Regions from separate parts of the Mus musculus genome. Here region 1 is linked to region 2. Evidence: chromatin contacts called from public Hi-C data. All regions are on one chromosome and are shown on one strand. Each heading gives the region's core, a stretch centred on a gene start, on an enhancer-like site or on the middle of the called end of the contact. The rest is flanking DNA. Distances are from core to core; before and after follow the strand shown.

The links. Hi-C and Micro-C count contacts between places; a contact is called where the count stands out from the background.
Region 1: a contact with region 2 is called in a Hi-C map of the N1E-115 cell line, with 4 times the contacts expected there. The contact joins two enhancer-like sites. A contact is called at or near these places in 3 of 484 Hi-C or Micro-C datasets (the N1E-115 cell line, embryonic fibroblasts and nephron progenitors), 1 of 115 datasets of contacts at active chromatin or transcription factors (bone marrow-derived macrophages) and 1 of 9 other capture datasets (liver).

Annotation. Positions count from the first base shown.
Region 1 is chr11:109,380,790-109,387,246 of GRCm38.p6, reverse strand. All of the region lies in intron 2 of Gna13 (guanine nucleotide binding protein, alpha 13), which reads right to left. Among named protein-coding and RNA genes, the nearest start is that of Gm11696, 20 kb to the right of the region's middle. Within about 2 kb of position 1,751, at least 4 of the 459 cell types and tissues checked have an H3K27ac peak or open chromatin away from gene starts, as enhancers often do. A contact at or near this core is called in the N1E-115 cell line, where this site is marked.
Region 2 is chr11:109,242,824-109,248,925 of GRCm38.p6, reverse strand. It overlaps Rgs9 (regulator of G-protein signaling 9), which reads left to right. Exons shown (of 19, transcript NM_011268.2): 12 at 749-862; 13 at 2,358-2,473. Among named protein-coding and RNA genes, the nearest start is that of Gm39440, 26 kb to the right of the region's middle. Within about 2 kb of position 4,170, at least 13 of the 459 cell types and tissues checked have an H3K27ac peak or open chromatin away from gene starts, as enhancers often do. A contact at or near this core is called in the N1E-115 cell line, where this site is marked.

The sequences.
Region 1 (6,457 bases), core at 502-3,001, 140 kb before region 2:
AAAATGTGTATAATCTGCACATTACCCATGGACACATGGCAGTGACTCTGTACTGGGGGCCTAGGGTTTCTGATGGTCCCTGCTGATGTGTCCAGTGTCTGGATCTTTCCAAGACCATGTGAGAACGAAGAATGAGCTGCTGAGAGAAGGCTGCCCTAACTACCTTTTCCTAACAAGCTCATACATTTCTCTCTCTTCTCTCTCCTCTCTCTCTCTCTCTCTCTCTCTCTCTCTCTCTCTCTCTCTCCCTGCCCCCCATGCTGACAGGAAGGCAAGCTTCTTTCTCTAACCCGGAGGGAGTGATTTCATCAAGTCTCCAAACTTCCCCAGGTCCCAATGTCCCCAACCGTGAAGGAAGGAAAGGAACTCAGTGCTTCAGCAGCCACCCCCTTTCTGCCTAAGGTGCACTGACTTAAACTTGGAGTTTCTTTTCAGTATAGGTCATGCTATTAATCTGAATTTTGCTTCTGTTTTCTCATTATTCAAGTGATGCACCTTAGTCTCTCTGCAAGTAAAATACAGGATTTTATGGAATACAGAAATACTACAGCCTTGAGACTTGAAATTGGGTTAGCTCTTCCCAGTCTATTTATTCTCTACTACTGAGAGAATTTTAAATCAAGTTTCAGATCAAAATCCATTTCCTAGTTAAACTGAGTTAAATGTTACTTGGGAGGCAGAGGCAGGCGGATTTCTGAATTCAAGGCCAGCCTGGTCTACAAAGTGAGTTCCAGGACAGCCAGGGCTATACAGAGAAACCCTGTCTCGAAAAACCAAAAAAAAAAAAAAAAAAAAAAAAAAAAAAAAAAAGAGTTTAAATGTCATGGTGTTTTATGTCACCTCTGATTCTTTTTTCTCTGGACATTTAGGCTCCATCTAAACAATGGCACTGTGGCATGCAGACTCGGATCTAGCCCCACATAGCCTGTTGGCAAAGTCAATGGCATTCACTGGGCTTCAGTTACACCTGGGAGGCTACAAACCTTACTTCATCAGTTTTATCAACTTGTACCTAAGCTGGAAATAGCGATCTTGTTCCTCATTCCCAAGAATCATTAAAGTATGCTAAAACGTACTTTCTTTGCTTGAAAAGACACACTGGTCCAGGAATCTAAACGCTGAAACTCAAGCTCAGAAGTAAGTTCCATAAAGCAAACAGACAGAGCACGTTCACGGGACACCTACTGCCCAAACGAGAGATGTTAAATCCAAGCACTCTCCTACACACCTGGAGGAGGCAAAGGGCAAGACTTAGTGTGTGTTGTTTCCTGAAGAATAATGAATTTTACCTGGAGAGTCTAAGAATATACAAGAAAAAAACTATTTTTTTTTTTTTTGAGGAAAAAAACATACTAAAACTACTGGCAGTTTTATGCCAATAGGGAAAAGACAACTTTACTTGGTAGACAGGTCATGAAGCAGAGGTTTTAAAGCCTTCGCCAGGGTTCAGTGGTTAAGAGCATTACAAATGCAGGTCCAAGTTCAGATCCCAGAACCCAAGTCAGGTACGTGCCTCACAACTGCCTGCAATTCCTGCTCCAGGGGAATCCAATGCCCTCTTCCAGCCTCTGTGGGAACTGCCATATACGTGACGCAGGCGCACACAATTATTATGTTAGAACGCAATCTGGCGGTATGCAGCAATGCCTTAAAAAGACTGTCAGTGGAGCGACAGCACAGGAGTCTGTACCACTTCAACCACAGAAGTCAATTGCTGTTGAAGAGAAGCACTGGATTCTTTTATTTATCTAGACTGAAGATCAGATGTCTACTACCCACAAATGATAGCAGCCCACAGGCCAAATCCAGCCCACTGCTTGTTTCATGGCTCATTTCTAAGTGATTGGGGAAACACGCAAAGGGTATTTTTTAACATGTGAAATGGTATAAAGTCAAATTTCAGGGTCTAAAAATAAGACCCTCCTGGAGCGCAGGCAGCCCCACTCATTGACTCATCCAGCACCCCTGACTGCCCTGCCCTGCATCCGAGGGAGCAGCGGACGAAGAGCCCACAGGCGAGCTTTCAAAGCCTTGCACCACTGCACAGGGCGCTGGGCTTCACATGGCGCGAGTACCGCCAGCCCATGTTTGCCCTTTGTCTCTCTCACGCACAGGTAAGTTCACACTCGTCACAAAAAGAAACAGAATGGGGGGTTGGAGTGCTATGCTTTTAATATGCACCAAAATACCAGTATTTGTGTTATTGTTGAGTTAGATGGGGAAGCATCATGTTTCCTATGTAATGACACTGTAGCTAACTCAAAGAACACAATGCGGGTCAGCACTTGTAGACCAACCATCGCTACCTATTTCCTTGCGGTTCGCTGTTATCCCAGCAAGGAGTGCTGTCCACTGCTGGAGAGTTAAGTCCTGTTTGACTGCAGCAGCCAAACAAGTTTGTGCAGAGGCGACAGACTGTTAGCTTTTCAGTGAGAACAGATGTTCAGAGCTGAGGACCTCAGAACAACCTAAATACCAGGTGGATTCTCTAGGAGTTCGAGGCCAATCTGGTCTATAGATCGAGTCCCAGGCCAGCCAGGTCTATACATTGGGACCCTGTTTCAAAACAAAGCTATTAACAATAAGACAGATTAGAGATTGCCAGGACTTTCCTCACTCTTGCTGAACTTCCTACCAAGGGTGCTCAGGCAGCTGTTGGCCAGGTTTGGAGTACCTGAAGAGCCAGCCTGGACAGACAGTCTGCACGCATATCTATTTACCCAAGGAGAATCTGGTCAAAGAAACGGAGACAACTCTAACTGAGCACAGCTGCCACTGGACTCTGACAGGGGACAGTAGAGCGGAGCGAGAAGGAAGTGGTGGGACAAGCGCACAAAGCTGTGAGTTGATGTGGCACTCAACTCCTCACTAACAGGTACTTTGTTGGAGACACACAAAGTCTACCAGTGCTAAGAAGGGATTTAAGTTACTCTTGTGACCCGAGTATCACTACGACCAGGAACTTGTCAGAAGTAAGAGGCGCCCACTGCTCATCTGGGAAACGTAGCTCAGTGGATGGAATCATCTGCCTAGCATGCATGAAACCCTGGGTCCTACCCCAGCACCCAAGTGCAGTGGCACACGCCTGAAATCTCAGCACTTGGACAGAGGCAGGAGAATTGGTGGGGGGGAGGGTGGAGTGGGGTTGAGCCCATCCTCTGCTTCACAGCAAGTTTGAGGTCAAAATTGACAAGATGAGACCCACCCAATCTCAACAGAGAAATGACAGAGGTAGACAGGGAGGACTAAAATAATTATTCTGACATGCACCTTGTAAGTTCAGTGTCTTGGGCTGGAGAGATGGCTCAGCCATTACAGGCTACGCTCATGACCAAAGCAACAGTCAGTGGCTCAAGAGTGATGACCGCTTACTAAATTTTCTGAGCGCTGGGATGAAATACTTGGTTCTTCTGCACAAGAACTACCCTTAACCACGGTCACTCAGCACTGGGCTTTGGAGTTAGCTTTGGGAAGAGTAGATTCTATTCTTGAGAAAGTCCAACCTAAAATTATAAGGCAAAGCAGCCTTTTTTGGAGAAGCTTATACTCTGGACAACTCATCTCGACAACGGGCATTAAGACTGAATCTCTAGCAACGCCAAACTGTTTTTATACACTCTCCAGTGGTCAAAGGGGAGTGAAACCCCATCCACACACATTTTCGATGCACATCCATTTCCAAATTCCAACTCCCAATTCAGCATCATTTAGGTCCAAAACCCATTTAACTGCAAATTAAAGCTCCCCAGCCTCCCAGGAGCAGTGATGAGCACACTAAGCGGCACTGGGGAAAGGACCTGAATGCTTCTGAAGACCGACTAGGCCCAATAAGATCGCATGCTCACGGGGCCGCGGCTACCCTCATGTCGCTGCTCTGAAGATGGACAGGGCTTCACACGTGCTGGGTGAGTGGTCCACCACTTTCAAGGATCAGATGTGCAAAACGTGATTACAGATCAGCATTAATGGGTGGACATTTATGACTGGTTTGAAGGTAATAAATAGGAAGCACTGAACCCAAAGAGGCAAAATACCCAATTCTCTGACCAGCAAAACCTCTCTTACAAAAGGCCCTACACAGCTTCCTTACATTCTGTAGGAGCTCGAATTCTCTCTTATAATGTGAATACTTCTGTGATGTTCTTCATTTTATGTCTTGGCGTGAGAAGTCTCTACCGTATTTTCTAGTCCTGTAGGAAATGTGTTCTAGAAATGTAGAGACTTGTATAACTCTGACTGGCCTGACTTACTACTATGTAAATCAGGCTGGGTTCAAACTCACAGAGATTCAGTGGCCTCTGCCTCAGACTTTAGTATATGGTGCCACTTCAAGTACTTTTGTTTTGAGGCGAGTCACGATCCTCCTTACTCAGCCTCCAAAGTATTAGGGACTAGTCACACAGCTCATGCTGCCACACCCAACTTAGATAAATAGTTCTTACTGGTATAGGTCAGAACTGCTTGATGTGCCTATTAAAAGAACAGATTCCCTGGCTTACTACAGACCTGCCATTCGGGACTCTTAGCAAGCGGCAGGAAAATGACTGTGAGGTAGCTATCCTTGGAGTCGCTTCACACTGACGTGCGTTTTAAAATTAACGTCAGCTTTTGTGACTATCGGAAGTTAACTTTTTAGAAGCCTGATAAAGGTTAGCAAGATGGCTCAGGGGTTAAGAGGACCTGCTGCTCTTTAGAGGACCTATGGTTACTTCCCAGCAGCTACATCGGGCAGCTTACGAACACCTGCAACTTCAGTTCCAGAGGACCCAATGCCACTGGCCTCCACAGAACCTGCACAAGTACACACATGCATTCATTTAGTTAAACTTAACTAAATTAAAAAGTATAAAAATAAATCTTTAAAAGCCTGGTAAAAGGAGTTAGCGATTGCTCAGTGGTTAAGGGCACTGACTCTCTTCCAGAAGACCCAGGTTCAATTCCCAGCATCCATGTGGTAGCTCACAACCATCTATAATTCTAGTTCCAAGGGACCTGAAATTCTTTTAGTCTCTGAGGGCACCAGGTATTTATAGGTATCCATTCAGGAAAAATACACATATGCATAAAAATTAAATAATGAAATAATAAATAAAAGCCTGATTTAAAATGCCAAGCTACTAATAAACTAGGCTAGAAATTTATTTTTATTTTATTGTAAGAATAGGTTTTAAGTCACACTGCATATTCTTCATAATTCAATTAAGTCAGACTTGTATGAACACTCACACAAATAAAGACTCCATTTGAGTTTAGGGACAGCCTGGTCTAAAATGATTGAATGAATGAATGAATGAATGAATGAATGAATGAATTGCTAGTGGATAGGGTCAAACACAGGTCTAATATTGAGAAGTTCCTCTGACTAGAAATTGGTAATATACAAATTTTAGAGAAAACTCTGGGAACAATAAAATATCAAGGATCCCATCTACGTATGTTGGTTGGTTAAAATCTACCAGTCAGCTGTGGTGAGCCATGCATCCCTATAATACCAGGACAGTCTGAAGTAGGAGGATCGCGAGTTTAAAGTCAGCTGACAAGCTAGAACTATATATACATATAAAGACCCTGTTGACAAAAAACTAGCAAGCCAGCATTTCGTATTTAAATATTTAGCTAGTCCCAAAAGAGTATACCATCTCCTATGTTCTATGCTATACTATTATACTATACTATAATTATAGTAAACTGTAACATACTTTTATATAGTCTCTTAAAAATGAGCCCTCAAGTCCGGCATGGTGGCGCATGCTTGTGAAACACTTGAGGCTGGGACAGGGAAGATGCCGGGAGCTCTGGGACAGCCTAGAATACACACTGCTGAGAAAAGCTTGCGTTCCAACCAAAGGCCCCTCCCTGTGCATCTTTCTCTCTCCTGGGCCTGGCACGAGTGCCGGACACAACTCCTTTCATTTTTGTCTGAGGACCTCATAAGGAGAGATGAAGAGATTTCCAGTAGAAGAGTCTGCAGAATAGCCAATCCTGTCCGTTTTATAGATTTTGAAAAGTCTGAAGGTCAATAATTACACAGCTTATCCAAGACTAATTTAGGGGATAAAAATTGAAAGGAAACTATTTTAGTAACAAGAACTGAGATTCTTGTTTTTTCTCCCAGTAAGAATTAGTTCTTGAAGAACTGTAAACTGAAGATACACTCATTTCTACTCTTTCTTCCCATTGACTGCGGTTTTTACCAGCTGCCCTTGACCTCAGGAATAGCCTTCTGTTGTCTGCCTGTCTGAGAGTCTGAACCTTTCCAAGCCCCTCACTTTGAACTATGGTCCTGTACAGAAATACCTAGACTCCTTTCCTGTATCTCAGGCCAGGATTATTATCTCGTACATAGCAACAGCTCCAGGACCATCTGTTGGATGCTTTGTATTGTAACTTCCCCTTTCCGACATCCTGTTTCCATCTTGTATTTCTCCAAACGTCAGTCACTGAAAGTGTAGCATAT
Region 2 (6,102 bases), core at 2,921-5,420:
GTCTGCTTTAAGTCAAACATGACAGGCAACGTGAAAACTGACCGTAGGTTCCAATGAACCATATTTTGTCACTGCTGACTTCCAACATTAGGTTACAGGTCAGGGTCTCATAAAAATCTTCAGATAGCCTTTATACCTTCCCAAATTAATAGTTTTTTTAAAAAATGATCCATCTTCCCTAAAAGTAAGCCTATGGCTATGGGCAGAATTCATGGCAAGAACCCGTGGTTCTCCTTGCACACAGATAAGAGCATTGCTTCTGTCTCAGACATCAGGAAATGCATGAACTCAGAAGGCCCCACTTAGCTTGAGGCCAAAGGGTTTCCAGTAGTGCACTGAAGTTCCCAAACATAGGCATTATTGGTTCCAGAGGTGGAATCTAGAAGATCAGTGGTCTTGGTTCATCTGTGACAATTGCAGCTTCTAAAATGGACACCAAGACACAGATTGAGTCAACTTTGGAATGTAAAATCTTCCTATGACATGTGACAAAGCCATGTTTGAACTAGGGACAGAAAATTGACAAGGGGACAGGACTGGAAGAAAAACAGCACTATCACACTAGGACAGATCTCTCTAAATAGCTTCCCATCCCAGGGCTGTCACACATTTTTTTCTGAGAAGACAGTAATAGACATGTAACTAAGCCGATACCAGAAGAGAGGCCAGGCAGGCCAATTATGCCATGGAATTATCCGGGCTCTCTGGGTTGGATTTCTAGGAAGCCCTCTTTCTATCTGCTTTTCAGAATTGTCAAGTACAGCGAGCAGTTCTCGTCCAATGACGCCATCATGTCCGGCTGCCTTCCAAGCAATCCTTGGATAACAGACGACACCCAGTTCTGGGATTTAAATGCCAAATTGTATGTATTTCAAACATTGAAATTTTAACAAATCTGGTTTGTTTGATTTTATTTTGTCGAGTGTATGTGTGTGATGTGTTTGCACGTGTGTATGATTGAGACCAGGTGTGTGGGTCCATGTGTTCATGTGTATGGAGGCCTTAGGCTGGTATCAGATGTCTTCCTTCCACCCATCTACACTTTGTTTATTAAGTGGTGGTCTCTCACTGAGCCCATAGTTCTCCAGTTCTGGCTAGTCTACCTAGCTAGCTTTCCCTGGGGATCCCGTCTCTGCCTCCTGAGGGGGCAGTTTACAGGCGGCTACCACACCTGCTAGGTTTTTACATGAGTTCTGGAGACCCAAAGTGGTTTTCACACTTTTATAGCAAATGCTTTATCCACTGAGCCATCTCCTCAGCCCAAAATGTGCTTTATTTTAGGGTGGTCTGTGGTTCAGTTGGTAGAGTGTCTAGAATTCATGAAGCCTCAGATTTGACCCCCAACACAATATAATGGTGCACCTGTAACCCCAGCACCTGGGAGGCAGGAGGATCAGGCATTCAAGGTTCCTGAGCTACATAGCAGGTTCAAAGCCAACCTGGTATACACCAGGCCCTATATCAAGTTTGAGTTTTTTTTTTTTTGAGTTGTAATTCATATGTCATACAATTTACCCATTTAAAGTGTACAGTTAAAATTTTGTTATATTGACAGGGGAATATAATCTCTACCACAATGTTTTAAAAACAAATCTGCACCCTCTAGTTGTTGGTGCCCCCAAATCTCCACTCCCTGCCCTCCCCCTAGATGGTCAGTGGTCAATCTATTTTCTGATTATCCGTATTCTTCTATTCTAGATGCTTCCTGTAAATGACATCATAGGATGTGTGGTCTTTCATTGGGCATTTTTCACTTCCTGCTAAACTTTCAGAGTTTATTCACACTGTAGCAGGATGTAGCATTTTGTTTCAGTTTTGTATAAACAAACTTCCCTGTGTGAACCCGTCTGTCTAGAGAAGGACATTTGGGCTTTTCCCAAGTGGTAACTATCATGACAAATGCTGTCACAAACATTCGTGCACATTCAGGGTAAAAGGGAAGTCTTGGTGAGTGACAGATGCTGACTGGTAGCTGTGACCACAGCATCCAGGGACCAATATGTCACTGGAATTCTAACCTGGCTTGAAGGTGGCAGCCTGAGCCTTCATAGATTGTTTTATGACGGGGATCTTTACCCCTGAAGAACAGGGATCCACTGGGTTGTGACTCTCCCTCAGCTCTGGGAGGCCACATCTCTGGTGTGAACCCCAGGGGACTTGGAGGCTGTGTCCTCCTAGTAAGTGGCAACTTGGATTGTGTGTCTATGCAGAGGCTAGGGGGCAGAGCAAAACTGGGATCAGGTGGAGACATTGGCCAAGGACCTCATGAAGGTTGGTAGACCTATCACTCCCACTGAGGCTAAGTACAGCCCCTGTCTCCCAGGGAGTGCCACATTTACCAGTCACCATCCTTGCAGGGTGGAGATCCCAACCAAGATGCGAGTGGAGAGATGGGCTTTCAACTTCAGCGAACTGATTCGAGACCCCAAGGGTCGGCAGAGCTTCCAGTACTTTCTCAAGAAGGAATTTAGTGGTGAGTTCTCTTTCCTTCCTTCCTTCCTTCCTTCCTTCCTTCCTTCCTTCCTTCCTTCCTTCCTTCCTTCCTTCCTTCTTTCCTCCCTCTTTCCCTTCCTCCCTCCCTCCTTCCCTCCCTCCATCCCTCCCTACCTCTGTTCTTTCCTACCTTCCTCCTTCCCTCCCTTCCTCCCTCCCTTTCTTTTAATTCCTCTTCTCTCCCTCCCCTTCCCTCCTCTCTGAGACAGGATTACGTGTAGCCCAGGCTACCTCTTGGTTCTTTTGACTCTCCATCCCAAGTGCTGGGAACATGCATGAGACCCTCTACTTGGTGTTAAAGGGTGCTGAAGCTCGAACCCACAGCTTGGTGGGTGCATGGCAAAGACTTCAGGGACTAAGCAGCCCCTCCTTCCAGCACGAGTCTTTTAAAAAAAGTTACTCTCCCTTTCATGGCCAGCCTAGACTTTTAGGAGTTTTGCAGTGGGTGCTTCCATACCTTGTTAAGGTCTAAACAGGATCTCCTGCTTTCCCAGGAGTAAGAGTCTAACCTGGGTCCAGGACCTTCATTTTCCATAGGCTCAGAAAGTCACTGCATTCTGAGGTGTGTGTGTGTGTGTGTGTGTGTGTGTGTGTGTGTGTGTGTGTGTGTGTGTGTATAGCACCAGGGAATGTTAACATCTTTTCTACAATCTCCTTAGCCTCACTCACAATTCCCAGGGAATTCTCCATCCGTTCTTGGTTTCCCTCATTTCATTGCCCAGAGTTCTTCTAACCCATTTCCCTGGCCTCTGGCCCTCTACCCTCACCTAAGTACATCTTCAAAGGCCAGGAAGCTGAACAAGCTAAGCTTCCCAGGCTCTTTGGAAGTCCTATTGCCTTTAGCTTAGATGTTCTGTAGATTCAACCCAACCATGCATATCTTTTAGATTTATTTTATTTTACACACACACACACACACACACACACACACACACACACACACACACACCCACACCCCAATATGTATTTCTGTATACCATATGCATGCAGTGCCCATCCAGGCCGGAAGGGGTGTCATATTCCCCAGAATTGGAGTTACAAAGGGTTGTGAGCGGCCATATGGGTGCTGGGAATTGAACCGATCCTGGAAGAGGAGCCAGTGCTAAACCACAAAACCATCTCCAGCCCTGCACAGATATGTTAAACTCGTGTCCACCCCGGACCCAGATGCCTTTTTAATTGGACTGAGTTGCAGTCGCTGTGGTCTTGAAAGCTTCCTTGGTGATTGAAGTGTAACCTCTTGCCCTGGTTTCTTCCAAGCCTTCAGAGGATGCGGGCTTTAGTGGAGGAGGTCTGTCTCTGGGTGTCTCATCCACTGAGAAACATCCGGGAACACACTGAGGCCGGATTAGAACCAATTACACGTTCAATTTCTTTGCCACCTTTGCCGACAAATTGGCTTTTATGCGATTTATTTTATCTGTTTGTCCATTCCCATCACCGGGGAGCTCCGTGATTGGGTTTGAGACTCCAAGGCTGATTACCCTAAAGCAGTTAGTCTGGGGCCCTGCTTCTGAAGCGAGTCATACTGGACGTGCTTTAGTCTGGATGGCGGCCCGATACAGAGCATTGCATTAGAACATGGCTTGCTGTAAATCATTCTCTCTAAGCAAGCCAAATCGCATAAATGTAATAGCCCTCCGAAAGATGGATGGAACAGGAGCGGGCGCCTCGGCGCCCCGTGACTAAGTGGAAATGGTGCCATCTAGTGGACAGTAAGTAAAGTAGCATGCTGAGCTTCAGCCATGCATCCCTTGATAAAAGCAAGCATCTAGAAAATTTTCCTTGCATCTCTGAAACCGTATTATATAGTCAGTCTCCTGAGGAGCGTCAGAGGGATTCATGTATGAACAGGGAACACAAACCATTGGTTTTCTTATTTAATTAAAAACTTAAAACTTAGGTATGACCCATATGCGATTCATCCCCACCCCCACCCCCACCTTTAAATTGAAGTTTCATATAACCCAGGCTGACCTCAGATTCACTGTGTGGCTGAGGGTGAACCTGACGTCCAAGTCCTCCTGCCTCTGTCTTCCAAGTGTTCTGTTGTTGTTGTTGTTTGGTTTTGAGACAGCAGCTCTCTGGGTAGCCCAGGCTGGCCTCAAACTCGTGATCCTCCTGCCTCAGTCTCTGAAGCAATAGAATTGTGTAGCCCACCACCCTGGGCTCAATCCAGTGGCTTTGATGTCTTGCGTCATCTTATATATTCACCGAACCGTACAACTGCCAACACTAGCTAATTCTGTAACAGCTCAGGGAGGAATGCCTTACCCATGGTAGGTCATTTTCAGTTCTTCCCTCACCATGGCATGCTGCACACTCCTCTCCCTCAGTCTCCGTGGATTTGGGTATTCCACGTGCTTCTTGTGATGGGGACCGTACAGTGTGTGACCTTTTCTTACTTGGTGTTCTACACTCTTCTTTATGGCTGTATCAGGTCCATTGTCTGTGCGTACCACCTGTATTCATCCATCATGGGATTTTTTAGGTTATTTTTTTAAACTTATGTCTGTGGGTGTTTTGCTTGCAGGTATGTTTGTAAGTCTGTGTGCATGTCTGGTACTCACAGAGGCCAGAAGAGGTGAGCTGGTCCTCTAGAACTAGAGTTATAGATGGTTGTGAGCCACCATGTGGGTGTTGGGACTTGAACCTGGGTCCTCTGAAAGAGCAACAAATGCTTGTACCCATGGAACCATCTCTCCAACCCTTGAATTTGGCTTTGGGCTTTATGAATACTGCAGTGAAATCTTATATGTGTTTTAAGGTGTTTATTTAACGTTTTAAAATGAGTGTGTATAAATACTCCTGTGAGTGCATACATGTATATGTAGGTGCTTGAACACATGTCTGCCATTGAGTGTGGAAGCCTGAGAAATTGACCCCAGGAGTCTTCTTTGGTCATTCTCTGTCTTAGTCATTAGTCATGAAGTCAGGGGCTCTCAATTGAACCCAGGTCTCACTGATATGGCTGATATGGCTATCCAGCTGCCTCTACCTCCCCAAAGGGTAGGAGGATTACAGGTAGGCCTCTGTGCCCACCTTAATTGTTTTTTACTTAGTAAAATATATGTAACACAAAAATGTACCATTTTAACCATTTGAGTGCCACTGTTCACTGAGCAATCAATGTGTCTGGGTTTCTAGGATGTTGTCTCAAGCTGAAACTGTGTACTTAATTACTAACCTCCTATTCGCCCACCCCTCGGTGGCTGCCATGCCACACATGCCTCTCTTAGTTTGACAGCTTTAGGTTCCTCATGCCAGTGTAATCGTAGGATCAGTGTCTGAGCTACTTGTAACCTCTGTTCTACTCAGCATGCCATTGCTGTGAAGAGACCCCATACCACAACACCTCATAAAAGAAAGCATTTAATCGGCCTGGCTGACAGAGGTTAAGTCCCTTACCATTACAGTGGGGAGCACGGTGGCTTACAGGCAGACATGGTGCTGGAGAAGTGGCTGAGAGTTCTTCCAGATAAGAGCTCAGTCAGCCACTGGATTCGCAGTCAGCAGGAAGAGAGCGGCTCTGGGTGTGGAATGGGCTTTTTGAAATCTCAAAGCCCATCCCCACAGACACGCTTCCTCCAACAAGGCCACAAATCCTAA